Linked DNA regions of Mus musculus: all the other regions are linked to region 3. Evidence: chromatin contacts called from public Hi-C and promoter capture Hi-C data. All regions are on one chromosome and are shown on one strand. The core of a region is the stretch at or near the end of the contact, and the rest is flanking DNA. Distances in the headings are between cores, read along the strand shown.

The links. Promoter capture Hi-C pulls out the DNA fragments that hold promoters and counts their contacts. A called contact is a pair of places that touch in the nucleus more often than the background predicts. Capture Hi-C pulls out chosen DNA fragments and counts their contacts.
Region 1: a promoter capture Hi-C map of macrophages shows a contact between it and region 3, with 7 read pairs. The contact joins the promoter of Adgre1 here to the promoter of Tnfsf14 in region 3. A contact is called at or near these places in 6 of 39 promoter capture datasets (the C10 cell line, embryonic stem cells, macrophages and 2 more), 1 of 15 datasets of contacts at CTCF or cohesin (the NIH/3T3 cell line), 3 of 115 datasets of contacts at active chromatin or transcription factors (the HPC-7 cell line and bone marrow-derived macrophages) and 3 of 9 other capture datasets (adipose tissue, liver and pancreatic islet).
Region 2: a contact with region 3 is called in a Hi-C map of bone marrow-derived macrophages, with 39 read pairs. The contact joins the enhancer-like site here to the promoter of Tnfsf14 in region 3. A contact is called at or near these places in 11 of 39 promoter capture datasets (the C10 cell line, the HPC-7 cell line, cranial neural crest and 5 more), 6 of 15 datasets of contacts at CTCF or cohesin (CD8 T cells, the G1E-ER4 cell line, the NIH/3T3 cell line and 3 more), 8 of 484 Hi-C or Micro-C datasets (the HPC-7 cell line, bone marrow-derived macrophages, embryonic fibroblasts and 2 more), 10 of 115 datasets of contacts at active chromatin or transcription factors (CD8 T cells, the HPC-7 cell line, acute myeloid leukemia and 6 more) and 4 of 9 other capture datasets (adipose tissue, liver, macrophages and 1 more).
Region 4: a contact with region 3 is called in a promoter capture Hi-C map of liver. The contact joins the promoter of Alkbh7 here to the promoter of Tnfsf14 in region 3. A contact is called at or near these places in 15 of 39 promoter capture datasets (the C10 cell line, the HPC-7 cell line, HPC-7-derived erythroid cells and 10 more), 2 of 15 datasets of contacts at CTCF or cohesin (CD8 T cells and pro-B cells), 7 of 484 Hi-C or Micro-C datasets (B cells, CD8 T cells, the CH12 cell line and 3 more), 7 of 115 datasets of contacts at active chromatin or transcription factors (the HPC-7 cell line, bone marrow-derived dendritic cells, bone marrow-derived macrophages and 3 more) and 5 of 9 other capture datasets (adipose tissue, embryonic stem cells, liver and 2 more).

Annotation. Positions count from the first base shown.
Region 1 is chr17:57,357,239-57,360,564 of GRCm38.p6, reverse strand. It overlaps Adgre1 (adhesion G protein-coupled receptor E1), which reads right to left and starts at 1,879. Exons shown (of 22, transcript NM_010130.4): 1 at 1,809-1,879. The coding sequence starts at 1,839.
Region 2 is chr17:57,334,239-57,337,783 of GRCm38.p6, reverse strand. No RefSeq gene overlaps it. Among named protein-coding and RNA genes, the nearest start is that of Adgre1, 23 kb to the left of the region's middle. Within about 2 kb of position 1,308, at least 51 of the 459 cell types and tissues checked have an H3K27ac peak or open chromatin away from gene starts, as enhancers often do. A contact at or near this core is called in the G1E-ER4 cell line, the HPC-7 cell line, acute myeloid leukemia and 5 more, where this site is marked.
Region 3 is chr17:57,192,756-57,196,291 of GRCm38.p6, reverse strand. Tnfsf14 (tumor necrosis factor (ligand) superfamily, member 14) reads left to right here and starts at 2,111. Exons shown (of 4, transcript NM_019418.3): 1 at 2,111-2,435; 2 at 3,353-3,389. The coding sequence starts at 2,223.
Region 4 is chr17:56,995,353-56,998,622 of GRCm38.p6, reverse strand. Alkbh7 (alkB homolog 7) reads right to left here and starts at 1,284. Exons shown (of 4, transcript NM_025538.3): 1 at 1,056-1,284; 2 at 61-234. The coding sequence starts at 1,259. It overlaps Clpp (caseinolytic mitochondrial matrix peptidase proteolytic subunit), which reads right to left. Exons shown (of 6, transcript NM_017393.2): 6 at 2,252-2,745. The coding sequence ends at 2,576.

The DNA.
Region 1 (3,326 bases), core at 630-3,129, 160 kb before region 3:
GCCTACATGAAACCTGCACGGTCAAGCCAGCCAACATTCTAGTCTGGTCCCATCCTGAGGAGCTGATGATCTACTGAGAGTCAATGGCTGCTAAGAGGAGAATCCTCTTGCTTCAGGGATATGCCCCAGAAGGTCACCCTGCTCTCAGTGGGTTTTCTTTAAAGTAGGACATGATGTTAGAGATGGTCACAGTGAAGAGAGGTCTCAGAGTAGAGTGGCACGGAGGTGCAGGTAATCAAAATTACTGCCTTTATGTATGAAATCCTCAAAGAATAAATTAAAATGTATTTAAGTAAATAAGCATGATATTATTTTAAGTTCATTCTTGAGACGATATTAAAATTATTGCCTTTATGTGTGTAAGACACATATATGTACATGTAATGTACATATACATGTATGCAGGCTAGCTGTTTGCTGTGGTTTGGATGTGAAATGTAACCAACACAATCATGTGTTTAACCTATTGGTCACCAGATGGTGGTGTTGTCTGAGGAAGTTTAGAGATGAGGCCATGGGAGGGGACCTGAAAATATGTACGCCAGTTCAACTTCTTAGCTCTCTGCTTCACAGTCAACAAGCAGAAAGCAGTGCCAGCCCACCATCTAACTATGACTCTTCCAAGGCTTCCACAACATGGCAGACCATACCATCTCAAACTGTGAGGCAAAATAGATCCCTCTTCTCATCCCTAAAACCGGAAATCCATATCTCCCATCTAAATTTAAAACAATGGGGAAAAAAAATCTTGCAAACACGCGAGAAAACCAGTGACGTGGAAGATCACACAGTGAAATGCGCTAGTGCCCAAAACAAAAGCAACAGGAGCCAGAAAAGGAAGGTGTAGCCCCGAGTCTATTTCTAGAACGGGACTATCTTCGCTGACTCCCACAGCACAAACCAGCCATGACTAAGAGTTTGAACAAGGCCAGAGCTGGAATGATTTTATACCGTGGCTCTACCCCTCATTAGCTAAGACTTGCTCACAGTATTTCTTTTTGCATCTGTGAGTACACATGTGCCTTTTGTGTGCATTGCATGTCTGTGTGTGCATTGCACTTGTGTTGTGTGTGCATGACATTGTGCAATGTGTAGTGCAGGTGAACATGCACTTGTGTGTACTGGCATGTAGGAACCAGAGGATGACCTCAAACACCTTTCTCCAGTTCCATCTACCTTAATTGTTTAGAGACAGACTTTCTCACTGATCTGGAATCCACCAATTGGGCTAGGCTAGCTGGCCATCAAGAACCAAGGAATCCTCCTTCTCTACTCTCCAGAGCCAGAGGTAGAAGTGTACCACATACTTGGTTTTTTAACATAAATTCTGGGATCAAATCCAGATCTTTGTGCTTGTAGGACAAGCACTTTACACACTAAACTGTTGCCAAAGCCCGGCAAGTTACCTCTTTCACACCCATGTTCTGCTTTGTGAGCTATGGCTGATAAAAAAGGGCTACGCAATGGTAAGGGGACTGTTTCCATTGCTGTGTGGACTTCCATCCCCCTTGCACCATCCCAGATGCACGCACCGGAGCCTCACAAGTTTACTCCATGTTAAATTCTAACTAAAACTGAGATGGCTCACAAACACAGACATGCCACATGAACAGCTACAGGAAGATCTACCCTGGTGAATAGACTTCCCTAAGTCAAGGAATTTTGTCAAAGGTTTCCCAAGGTAAAGTTTGCTGTGTGCAATAGACATTAGCCTATGGGCCGAACCCCTCCAAGGTTGGCCTTTCTCCCTGCAACCTATTTCCAGCCCACACCTCAGCCATCCATGCCCCATTCAACCTCATACTCACCCCAGAAGAGGAGCAGCCAAAAGCCCCACATCGTACTGTGGCAGTCATTCAATGAAGAAAGCCTTCCCTTTAAAAGCTTGCTTTGTGGGGAAGAAAAGGGGTGGAGTCAGGGTTGCTCAACAAAGCCAGACTGAGCCCAGCAGCTTTCTGCTGAGTTGCCACCATCAGAGGTGGACAGACTGGCAACCCCCTAATTTCTCCCTTAAATCTGGCTAGTGTCCACATTTCTCCCTCTCCCTTCCCCTTCCCCTTCCCCTTCCCCTCCCCCTCTTCCTCTTCCTTTCTCTTTCCCTTTCCCTTCCTCTCTGTCTCTGTGTGTCTCTCTGTGTGTCTCTCTCTGTCTCTCTGTCTTTCTCTCCATTTCCTTCCCTCTTTCTCCATCTCTTACCATCTACCCCATCTCTCTCCAACCTCAGTTTCCTCTGTACCATTCTTTTTTTCAACATTACCATCCCCCTTCCACCTCTCATTCTCTTCTTTCATTACACCAAACAAGTGAGATTGCATGTGCTGCCCACAGTGAAGTCAATCCACTCTTCAAGATCACAAAGCCTTTTCAGTAAAGTCATGCTGCATTTATCACCAGGATCCATGAGCTTGCTGCTAAGAAAATTAAATTCTGTCATCATGTCAACCTTGTAGAATACACACACACCACATACATCACACCAAAGAGACAGACAGACAGACAGAGGGAGACAGAGGGGGGCAGAGAGAGACAGAGAGAGAGAGGCAGAGATAGAAAGAGACAGACAGAGACAGAGAGACCACCATCATCATTATCACCACCACCACACACCACACCACATACACCACACCATACACACCACATGCATCATCACCATACACACACCACACCATACCACACACACCACACCCAAGGCTGTCCACTTTTCCCCTATCATTTAATATAGTACTCAAAGTTCTACCCAGAACAATTAGGCAACAAAAGGAGGTCAAAGGGATACAAATTAGAAAGGAGGAAGTCAAGATATCACTATTTGCAGATGATGTGGTAGAATACATAAATAACCCTAAAAAATAATCCACCAGAGAACTCCTACAGCTGATAAACAACTTCAGCTTAGTGGCTAGATATAAAATTAATTCAAACAAATCAGTAGTTTTCCTCTACTCAAAGGATAAACGGGCTGAGAAATAAATTAGAGAAATGACACCCTTCACAATAGTCACAAATAATATAAAATATCTTGGTGTGACTCTAACCAAGCAATTGAAAGATCTGTATGACAAGAACTTCAAGTCTCTGAAGAAAGAAATCAAAGACCTCAGAAGATGGAAAGATGGCCATCTTGCCAAAAGCAATCTACAAATTCAGTGTATTCCCTATCAAAATCCCAACTCAAATTCATCTGGAATAACAAAAAACCCAGGATAGCAAAAACCGTTCTCAACAATCAAAGAGCCTCTGGGGGAATCACCATCCCTGACCTCAAGCTGTACTGCAGAGCAATATGATTAAAAAAAATTTTTTTTAAAAAACCTTCATGGTATTGA
Region 2 (3,545 bases), core at 59-2,558, 140 kb before region 3:
CACTGGAGCAGCTGGGCCAGCCAGCACGCTTCAGGAAAAGCACAACCATCCACAGAGACGCTGGTTTCTAATTAGGACTTCAAACGGATCCAGGTTCTGTGTGTGTGCAGCCTATCCCTCAATCCCACCGGCCTCCTCTCCACCTCCCTTGCTGAGGAGACTCCAAAGTACACAGGCTGTGTGGTTTATTCCGTTCCTTTTTTTTTTTTTTTTTTTTTTTTCCTCGTCGGGTGATGCACACCTTAACAATTTGGTACGTAGATTACGAGTGAAATGGTGACCTCTCGAGGCAGTTAGCATCCCCCTCCCCTTCAACCATCGCCTTGTCCTTTCTCATGTGTTTGTTTGTTTGTTTGTTTGTTTGTTTGAATGTGTATCCTGCTGTGTGCATGTGGAGGTCAGACGTCAGCTTTCAAGAAATGGTCCTCACCTTCCACCACAAGAGTTCCAGAGGATGAACTTGGGTCATCAGAAACTGACAAGTGTATTCACTACTGAGCCCTGTCCACACACACCCATTTAGTGGGGGAGGGAGGAGGGGTTGGTTGGTTTTTGGTTTTGGTTTTGGGGTTTTGGGTTTTGGTTTGGATTTTGGTTTGGGGTTTGTTTGGGTTTTTTTGGTTGGTTGGTTGGTTGGTTGGTTGGTTGGTTTGGTTTGGTTTGGTTTTTTGTTTTGTTTTGTTTGTTTGTTTTGTTTTGTTTTGTTTTGTTTTTTGAGACAGTGTTTCTCTGTGTAGCCCTAGCTGTCCTGGAACTCACTCTGTAGACCAGGCTAGTTTCAAGGGCATGTGCCTGCCTCTGCCTCTCTCTCTTTCTCTCTCTCTCTCTCTCTCTCTCTCTCACTCTCTCTCTCTCTCTCTGCCTCTCTGCCTCTCTCTCTCTGTCTCTCTCTGTCTCTCTCTGTCTCTCTCTCTCTCTCTCTCTCTCTCTCTCTCTCTCTCTCTCTCCCTCTCCCTCTCCCTCTGCCTCTGCCTCTGCCTCTGCCTCTGCCTCTGCCTCTGCCTCTGCCTCTGCCTCTGCCTCTGCCTCTGCCTCTGCCTCTGCCTCTGCCTCTGCCTCTGCCTCTGCCTCCCAAGTGCTTGGATAAAAGACCTTTGTCACCACAGCCAGCCTAAGTTTTTATTAAAACAGATACTGCTCACTCTAGCTGAACCTCGTGGTGCAGGTTATGAAATCTCAGATACTGGGGAGGCTGAGGCAGGAGGATTATAAGCACAAATCCAGCCTTGATCTGCTACATAGAGAGACCCAGGCTGTGGGGGGAGGGGAGGCTCAGTCAGTAAGTGTTTGCTAAGCAAGCAAAGCTCCCTGAGTGAGCTCTGCACACCCTCACTTAAAGTCCAGGCATGGAAATGAAGTTCTATAATCTAGCCCTGGAGAGAGGGAGGTGTGGAGATCAATGTATCCCCAAGGTGGCCAGCCTACTTACTGAACTCCAGGGCTATAGAAGAACCTGTCTCAAAAAAATAAGGTGGAACCCTCTCCCCAAGAGGAGACAAGGAAGACTGTAAGAGCCAGAAGTCAGGCACGACTGAAGCAGGATCTCGGTACTAATAAACTACAGCACCTGTGGCTGCTGCTTATAATCAGACCAGTCAACCTTACAGCAGGAGTTGGAAGGGCTCATGAGCCCACCCTAACTGAGGAGCTGGACAGTTGATGGCTGCTGATGGAGGGAGAGGCAGTTTTCTTTAAACTATGCCCCTGACCCCGCAGGCTGACCATGCCCCAGTGGATAGCCACACACCAAGTACTACATGGACACCCCAAATTAAACTGGATGGGCTATTTAAAATTTAAAAAGAAGGCATGGTGTTGTAAGACGATTTGGATGACAGCGGATCTGGGAGGAGTTGGGGAATATACACAGTTGAACCCAGGGGCCATATCACTCGTGGACGCTAGGTGGCAGCACAGGGCTGCAAGTGAGCGCTGTGTGGTTAGACTGCAAAGTGTTCCTTGAAGTGAAAAATGGGGGCCTCGGCGCCACAGACAAGGAAACACAGCCTGCTGGAGTCTATGCCTGACTTCATAGGCTGGAATTCCACCAGTACAAGGGTCATTGTTTCGGATAAATGCATTTCTCTTTTAAAAAATAATAAAATTATCCAGAGTACCAATTCAACAAATGAAGCTCAGATCCACCTAGAAATCACTAGAGATAAAAATAAGTTGTAAACATTTTTTAAGAAAAATATGTAACAATAAATTATTGAAGGGTAGGGGCTGTGAGGTGGCTCAGCAAGTAAAGAAGTTTTGCACCTAATGACCTGAGTTTAATCTCTAGGGCCTACACGATAGAAAAAGGGAACTGACTCCTGCACAATGTCCTCTGGCCTCCTATTGCTCTCGGGATACTCACACACTCGTTCACACAAACACAAATCAAATAAATTTAATAAGAAACTAAGCCGGGCAGCGGTGGCGCACTCCTTTAATCCCAGCACTCGGGAGGCAGAGGCAGGTGGATTTCTGAGTTCGAGTTCGAGGCCAGCCTGATCTACAGAGTGAGTTCCAGGACAGCCAGGGCTACACAGAGAAACCCTGTCTCAAAAAAATAAATAAATAAATAAATAATAAAAATAAAAAACAGAAAAGAAAATAAACTAAAAATAAATTGAAGACACCATATCATCCAGTAGTGCCGCTGGCCATTCCTTCTAGAAGACTGGGTGGAGATGCCAGAAATACCAGGGTCCCTTCCTGGGGGCCTCTCTAGGCTCATATCCACAGACTTGTGAGTAAACACGTGTGCACACCCACAAATAAACTCAATCTCTTCCGTCTTTCCTCCCCTCTGCAAACGACCCGCCCAGCTGCAGACGTTGTGTCATTACCGCACATGTCCGCGAGGGGGCGATCGTGCCTTTAACGTCCAGCTGTCTGCCTCGGACCGGTCCTGCTTGGATGTCTGCCCCTGCGTTTGAAGCTTATGTCCGATTTCCCACATCTTCATCCATGTTTTTAAATCCCTAGAACAGTGTAGGGAGAGTATTTTGAGGACTGGCCTAGTTTCTGTTGCTATAATAAAATATCCTGACCAAAAAAAAAAAAAAAAAGGGAGCTTTGGAAGCTAGGGGTTGAGTTTACAGGTCTAGATTACAGCCCATCTTTGTGGGGCAGTTAGAACACACACCTCAAACAGCTGGCCGCGTGACAACCACAGTCAAGAATGAAGAAGTGAAGGCCAGCATGCTCATTTCTCCACAGTTCTGGATCCCTGCCTAGGGAATGGTGTGGCCCACTACAGGCTGGGTCTTCCCACATCAATCCCCCACAGACCCTACAAGTCAACCCACCGTAGGCAGTCACTACAGCAAAACGTAACTTGAGCTGACTAATACAAACTTCTGCCACCCTGAGCCTTAAAGATGGACTGAACACTCTGGGCATGGCTGGAATGGCTCCAAGAGCAGATTCGTGACCTCTAACTCCTCAGCATCGCATGATTCAGCCTTTCTTTTTCATGGGAGAACCATGGGAGCAGGCAGCATTCTGTTACCATGGTGCTTGTGATGGTTAACCTTGACTGTGGACTTGAACTT
Region 3 (3,536 bases), core at 862-3,361:
GTTTTAAAATAGAATCCCTTTATAGTTCTTGCTCTCTTGGAACTCACTATGTAGAATAGGCTGGTTTTGATCTCACAGGAGATCCATCTGCCTCTGCCTCCCAAAGGTGTGTACTACCCTACCCAGGAAATCCTGGTGGTCTTTAAGAAACTCTCAAACTTCCCTCTGTAATTTCACAAGGCAGGCCTCCATCATCTGCCGTATTCTCAGCATTTTGAACTTCCAAGCTCCCACAGAACAGCCCACTGAGCTCTGCATGGAACAGTTTCTCCAGTCCAAAGTTGAGAGGCCGTACAATCTTCTCAATACCATAGTCAGGTCTTTCCTATTCCTAACCCACACCTGATTCCAATTTGTGTCTTGGCTAGGATTTCTATTGCTGTCATAAAACAGCATGATCAAAAGCAACCTCAGCTTACACTTTCAGGTCACACCCCATCCACTGAGGGAGGTCAGGACAGGAACCTGGAGACAGGAGCTGATGCAGAGACTATGGAAGAACACTGCTTACTGGCTTGTGTCCTATGACTTGTTCAGCCTGCTTTCTTATAGAACTCAGGAATGCCAGTGCAGGGAAGGCCCAGTCTACAGTGAGCACGGCCTCCCACAAGCCAATCTGTTGGGGGTGTTTTCTCCATTGAAGTTTCCTCTTCCAAAATGAATGTAGCTTGTGTCAAATTGACACTGGCCAGCACAGACCATGAGAGACTAGAGAACGCTTCCAGGCAGATCCTCTATGGAGTATCAGATACTCCGGGCTGCTGAGTAATTTGCACAGTTCCAGGAATGGACCTGAGTTGGGCAACAGCAAAGAGATGAAGAAACGACAAACACAGACATCCAGGAATCCTGGGGTCATGTGATCTGGGCCTTCTGCACACGAGTTCTCTTAGCACGTTATTATATAGAGTCGAGTGGAGAAGTGGGGTTATTGCCTACCACTGAAAAAGGCAACTTATTACATACAGTTAAGCAAGGAGGCAGGGTTTATATGCACAATGGGATGGGGAAGGCAGGTTGAGTTAGTCTCCATAAGAACTGTCCCTGGAAGGGAGCTATGTTCATGCGTCAGCACTCAAGGGGGAGGATGGTGAACACATTCTACACACACTGGCGACATGCACATCCATGCGTGGACCAGAAGAGAAGGCTATGTTTCCCTCTGGGTCTGAGGCTCTGGAGTTGTTGACAAGCTCATGTCAACAGCACACATCCCTTCAGCACCTCACAGACCTGGGCTTCCTCTGAAGGGCTCTGTTGCTGAGGCAGGTGGATGGGTGGGTCCTGCAGGGGGACAGGAGTCTCAGCAGTACTTCCCCTGGAACCCTGGTTAGAGAAGCCATGAATCAGCAGCGTGGCAGAGCACTGGGGTTCTGTGGTCACAGCATTGCCAGCCCTGTGTCAAGACAAACACTACAGCATGGGGGCCATTGACATTGAGAAGGGGCGCTGGTGAGTCTTCTAACTGAACCCCCAAGTCCTCAGTATCTGGGAGGGTGTCTGATGGGGGTAAGGTCCAAGCTGAAGATTTGGGGACAAGGTGGTATCTGAAAATCTACCCCAGCACCGTCTCCAGTGGACACACATATGAACACATCTGAGGTTCATGTGTGCATGTGCTAATAGATGATAGACACTGTAGTGTGTGTGTGTGTGTGTGTCCATATATGGACCTGCACACACATCAGGAAATGCCTGTGTGCTTGTTCCAGCACTTGCAGACACATATCAGAACATCTACACCTGTGTGCACACATCCACGAACCGTGCATCTGTACAAGCACCTGCACCCATATGCACAGACTAAAGCAAACACAGAGGCCTCTGCTTGTCAGCGCGTGCAAATGCAGGTGCGGTGCAAGATGCTTGCATGGAACCCACAGAAGCTCCTCTGAGGGAAACAAAAGCCACCAAGTACATCGGAGCAGGGGCTGCCCCATCCATCCCACCTGAGTCACATTTTCTGGAAAGTGTGAGCTATGGTGGCCTCAGTGAGAGTGATCGACCGGGGGCTGGGCCTTCTGGGGGCACAGGAAGAAGAGGAGGTACGTGAGGAAAGGGGAGGCACCAGACTTCAGCTTTAAAGTGAGTCCTAGGGGTGACAGGAACCTTTTGCAGTTTGCACAGCCCGAGCGTGTTGGGCAATTGTGGTTTCCTCCGGAGAGGAGGAACTCAGGCTTGCCAACCCTTTCCCTGGGCTTCGGAGCCTCAGCTGCTCTGGCATGGAGAGTGTGGTACAGCCTTCAGTGTTTGTGGTGGATGGACAGACGGACATCCCATTCAGGCGGCTGGAACAGAACCACCGGAGACGGCGCTGTGGCACTGTCCAGGTCAGCCTGGCCCTGGTGCTGCTGCTAGGTGCTGGGCTGGCCACTCAGGGCTGGTTTCTCCTGAGACTGCATCAACGTCTTGGAGACATAGTAGCTCATCTGCCAGTAAGTGGGGCTTGGGGAACCAGCGAGTCTTCTCCAGTACCTGTCCCTTTATGGTTGTGTATTGTGTGCTAGAACCCAGGGCTTCGGTTAGCCTGTCTCTCTGACCCTCAGTCTTCTCATCTTTACATGAGGATCTGATACACGTGCAGTGCCCGGCAGTTTCCTTGGGATTCACCTACTCGGTTGTTGTTTCCAGCCCAAACCTTTGTCCACCACTGGCTTCATGGTCACCCTGCTTCACTCGCAGCTCTCTCATGTGCTTGCTCACTGTTCCTTTCAGACAAGCCATGGGTGTGTCACAGTATGCTCCCGAGTCTTTGCCTATATTTTCTTTTTAAGTTTTTTTTTTTAATTACATTTACTTATTTAGTGTGTAGACATGAAAAAGTATGCATGTGCCGCAGCATGTATGTGGAACACCTCTATGGAATCACTTCTCTGTGCCTTCCTTTGTGGAGGGTCCTAGGGACTGAACTCAGGTAGCCAGGCTTGGCAGCAAGCACTTTTACCGCCTGAGCCCTCTCACCGGCCCTCAACTATCCAAAAACCTCGAAAACAGTTCCGAAACAATTCTAGTCTCAAGCATTTCAGACACTCGACTTGACTAGTTAATTCCTCATCCCAGCACTTGGGCAGGGGAGGCAGAAGACTGAGGGAGTTCAAGGTCATCCTAGGCTATTTAGCAAGTCTGAGGCCAGACTGGGCTACATGAGAGCCTATCTTGGAAATACAACAGATCTAATTAGGTGTGTGCCCCTCCCCCTGCATCTGTGTGTATGTATGTGATATGTGCATGTGTGGCTCTGCATACATGTCCATGGGTGGTGTCTGTGGCCATGGCCAGACAGTCTCATCACCACATACCAGTGAGACTCGGAGCGGCATGTCCTTACCAAACATCCCTGTCTGCATTTCAGGATGGAGGCAAAGGCTCCTGGGAGAAGCTGATACAAGGTGAGTTTGGGCCCCAGTCCCTTTGAAGCAGGTGGAATGGTTTCCGCTCAGCACCTCCCCACACCAACTCTGGGTCATCACCCAGTGTCACATTGTAGGCCTCGCAGGTGCCCCTCCCCCAGGGCCAGAGAAGCAGAAATCTGGGTC
Region 4 (3,270 bases), core at 35-2,534, 200 kb after region 3:
TCTGCCCCCCTGTCCACCGACAACCTAGCTAGGAGTTCTGATGGAATGCCTTCTGCCCACCTTGACACTGTCAACATGAGGCTTGATGTAGCCCCGAGGTTCCAGGTCCAACACATGTACTGGGGATAGCAGGCTCTGGTCAGGACCAAATGCAGCCGCCCGAACCCGCTGCAGGATGACCTGGCTTGCATCAGACCAGCAGGATTTCTCTGTCTCCCTGAAGCCATGGATGGCCTGAATAGAGAGCTCAAGTCATAACTGGGAACTCCCAGGACAGGAAAATGAGGTACCGAGGGGTGCAGTACAGGGCAGGCAGTCTTTCCAACTTTAGCTCATTATCAGTGAGGTTTCAACCACGCATCTGGTCTTCACGTTTCGTTTCCCAGTGGTCCCTGGTGCTGGCCACCCTAATATTCAGTATCTCGGTCTCCTGTCTCTATTTGATCCCACTCAAGTCCCTAGTGAAACTCCCAACTGCTGGCACTCCCTCTCCCAAGTCTGCTTTTTATTTCTAATCTTGTCACCAATGCCCCTGAAGTGTTCCAGAACTTCATGTCTGAAGTGACATCTTTGTCCTCACTACGCATTCCTTGGTGCCCACCAAAACCCTCCCTTCTGATTCCAGGCCCAGCCCCACACTACAGCCCCTGTTCTTAGTAAAGCCCAGCAGTGATTTGCCCCCACTGTAATACTGCGCTGCTCTGAGCTCAACGTTGCCAGTTCACCTTCTCCGGCTCTGGTCCCTTCCCCTGCTCTAAGTACCATCCACAAGCCCGCAGCAGCAGGCCTTCCCCTGGACTCAGCTCTGGCATCAAGATCAGCCCCATTCCCACAAGACCTCCTGACCAACTGTCACTCATCGAATTGCCCAGCACCCGCCATGTCCCACACCAGAGAAACTTGGTCCCACCCGAACCTACATCGGGGACTGCCCAAAACACACTGTCCCCAACCTGGCCAAGCAAGCCTAGCTCTTCACTCTACCCCTCCGAGGACCCCGCCCCCTCACTATGTCCCAGTGGGCGTCCCCTTAGCTCGCCGCTCCGCCCACTCACCGCGTCCCAGTGGTCGTACTCGTAGCGCCGGCGCCGCAGCTGGGGCTCCAGTTCGCGTGTTAGCGTGTCCTCCTCCTCCTGGCTCAGGAAGCCTGGATGCACCACGGCCTCATCACGCAGGCGGCCCAGCACGGCAGAGTCTGAGCCGCGCACCCAGGCGCACCCAGAAAGCAACCGCATCGCTAGCCTCCTGCTGCCCGCCATCTTCAGGGATTGACCACAGCAGGCTGAGCCACACCCCCGCAAGCTATTGGCTGACACCGCACCACGCCCATCAGCTACTGGCTCTATTAGCTGTGCTTTAAGTCAGTCTACCGCTTGTCCCGCCTCTCGGCCCTGAGCAAGGTCTCAAGCAGTAGGTGCAGAACTAGGGCGAACGGAGGCTGGAGGTCACGTGGGGGCAAAGCCAAGGTTAGAAGTTCAATCAGCCTAGCGCAAATTTAGCGCTTGTCAAACAGCACACCCTGGTGGAGAAAGGAGGATAACTAACTCCAAGGTCAGCCCTTGAGTTTGAGGCTAACCTGAATTTCAGATGTTGCCCACAAAATAGGACATCCAAACAAATAAGACCAAATAATACAACCCCCACCTCAAATGTTTTGTGTTAAATCTAAAAAGAGTCTACTTCCTTCCACACTAATAAACTGGGCCTAGGAAAATGGCTCAGCACTTGCTAAGAGTCTTTGGTTTGACCTCAGGACCCCCAAACATGGTGCAAGCAGAAAAAGCAACTCCTGCATTTGCGACCCTCTGACCTCCATAGGGTCATGTGGCACCTGCCTCCATCCCATAAACTGGGATCCTCTGCTTCTAGTTCTAGTAAAACTCCATAAACATGTCCTGACATTCTCTCTGGCTTCAGCTGGCTTTTGGAGCCTGCAACAAAATGCCAGGACTTTGTCACCTGGTGAGTCACCAGTGTCAGGTCTCATGGGTCTGAGGATCAACCCAAAGTTGGTGGTAGATTCTGGTAGACCCTCCACCCTAACTCTTAACTCTCTAAGGGGCCAAGCCCAGGATCGGCAGGTAAGAATGTACTCTTAAGTCCCAGCACCCACAGGGAAGCCCCAGGGGACCCAACATCCTCTTCTGGCCATGGGTACTGCACTCACCATGCACAAACCCACACATAACCAAAGATGTATGAAATCATATTTCTACCCACTGACTTTGGGGTAGTATATGGCTTAAGTCTGTTGAAGTCAGGTGTGGTGGTGTACACCTTTAATCCTAGCACTCAGGAGGTGAGGCAGGTGGGTACCTGAGTCTGAGGCTAGATTGGTTTAGTTCCAGGAGAGCCAGGGTTTGCTTACTGAAGTGGTTTGTCAAGGTGAAGGAGGCCTGCTGTCTTGGAGAAGTAATGGAAGGTGCTTCAGACATGGGACAAAGACTACAAAGATTTAATTTAAATCACAGTGTCTCAGGCAGTCTGCCCTGCTCTGAGGGCAACCTCAATCCACATCTCCTCTAGGGGTTGTTCTTGGGCCCAGCAGAGGAAGTTTCAGTCTGGTCTCCACTCCTTAGGTGCTTGTCGGGGCAGGAGGATCCGTCGGCGCTGTGGCAGTCTCCTTCTGTACCAGTTCTGGCTCATCCTCCCCGTCCTGAGGTGGGTGGACCAAGACCTTGTCCAAGATGCCAAACTCTTGGGCCTCCATGGGGCTCATGTAGCGGTCCCTCTCCATTGCTGACTCTAGGGAAAGCAGTATATGTGGGTAGGAGTAGAGGCCTGGGCTGTTTTTCCCCAAATTCCTAGGTTGAAGCCCTTACCAGTCGTGAGATGATTTATGGAGTTGTGAGGGACCCCCTACCATGGGATCTATGCTCTTATGAAGAGAGGCAAAAGTAAAAGGGCTACAAACTAAGATAATGTCTTCAAAGAAAAAAAGGAGGAGCTCTGTTGGCTGAACACTTTCCTAAGAGCCCAGGCTTCATACCTAGGAGCACCAGCAATTCCAGGAAACCAAAGGTGTAGAAGCCATTAGCATCAGGAATTGATAGCAACACAAAAATGTCACCTTCCAGGCCCTGGCTATTCCTGGCCTTCCTGCTTCCAGGACTGAGATTAGACACTCCTAGCATTTTAGCTTCCAGCCCATGATGTTTTCTTCCAGCTCCCAAGTTTCATAAGATACACTTACTCTGACAATCTTTCCCATGGGGCTGGGGAACCTCTCTGTGATTCAATCTCCTCCGTAGTAAAAAACAGGGTTTTGTT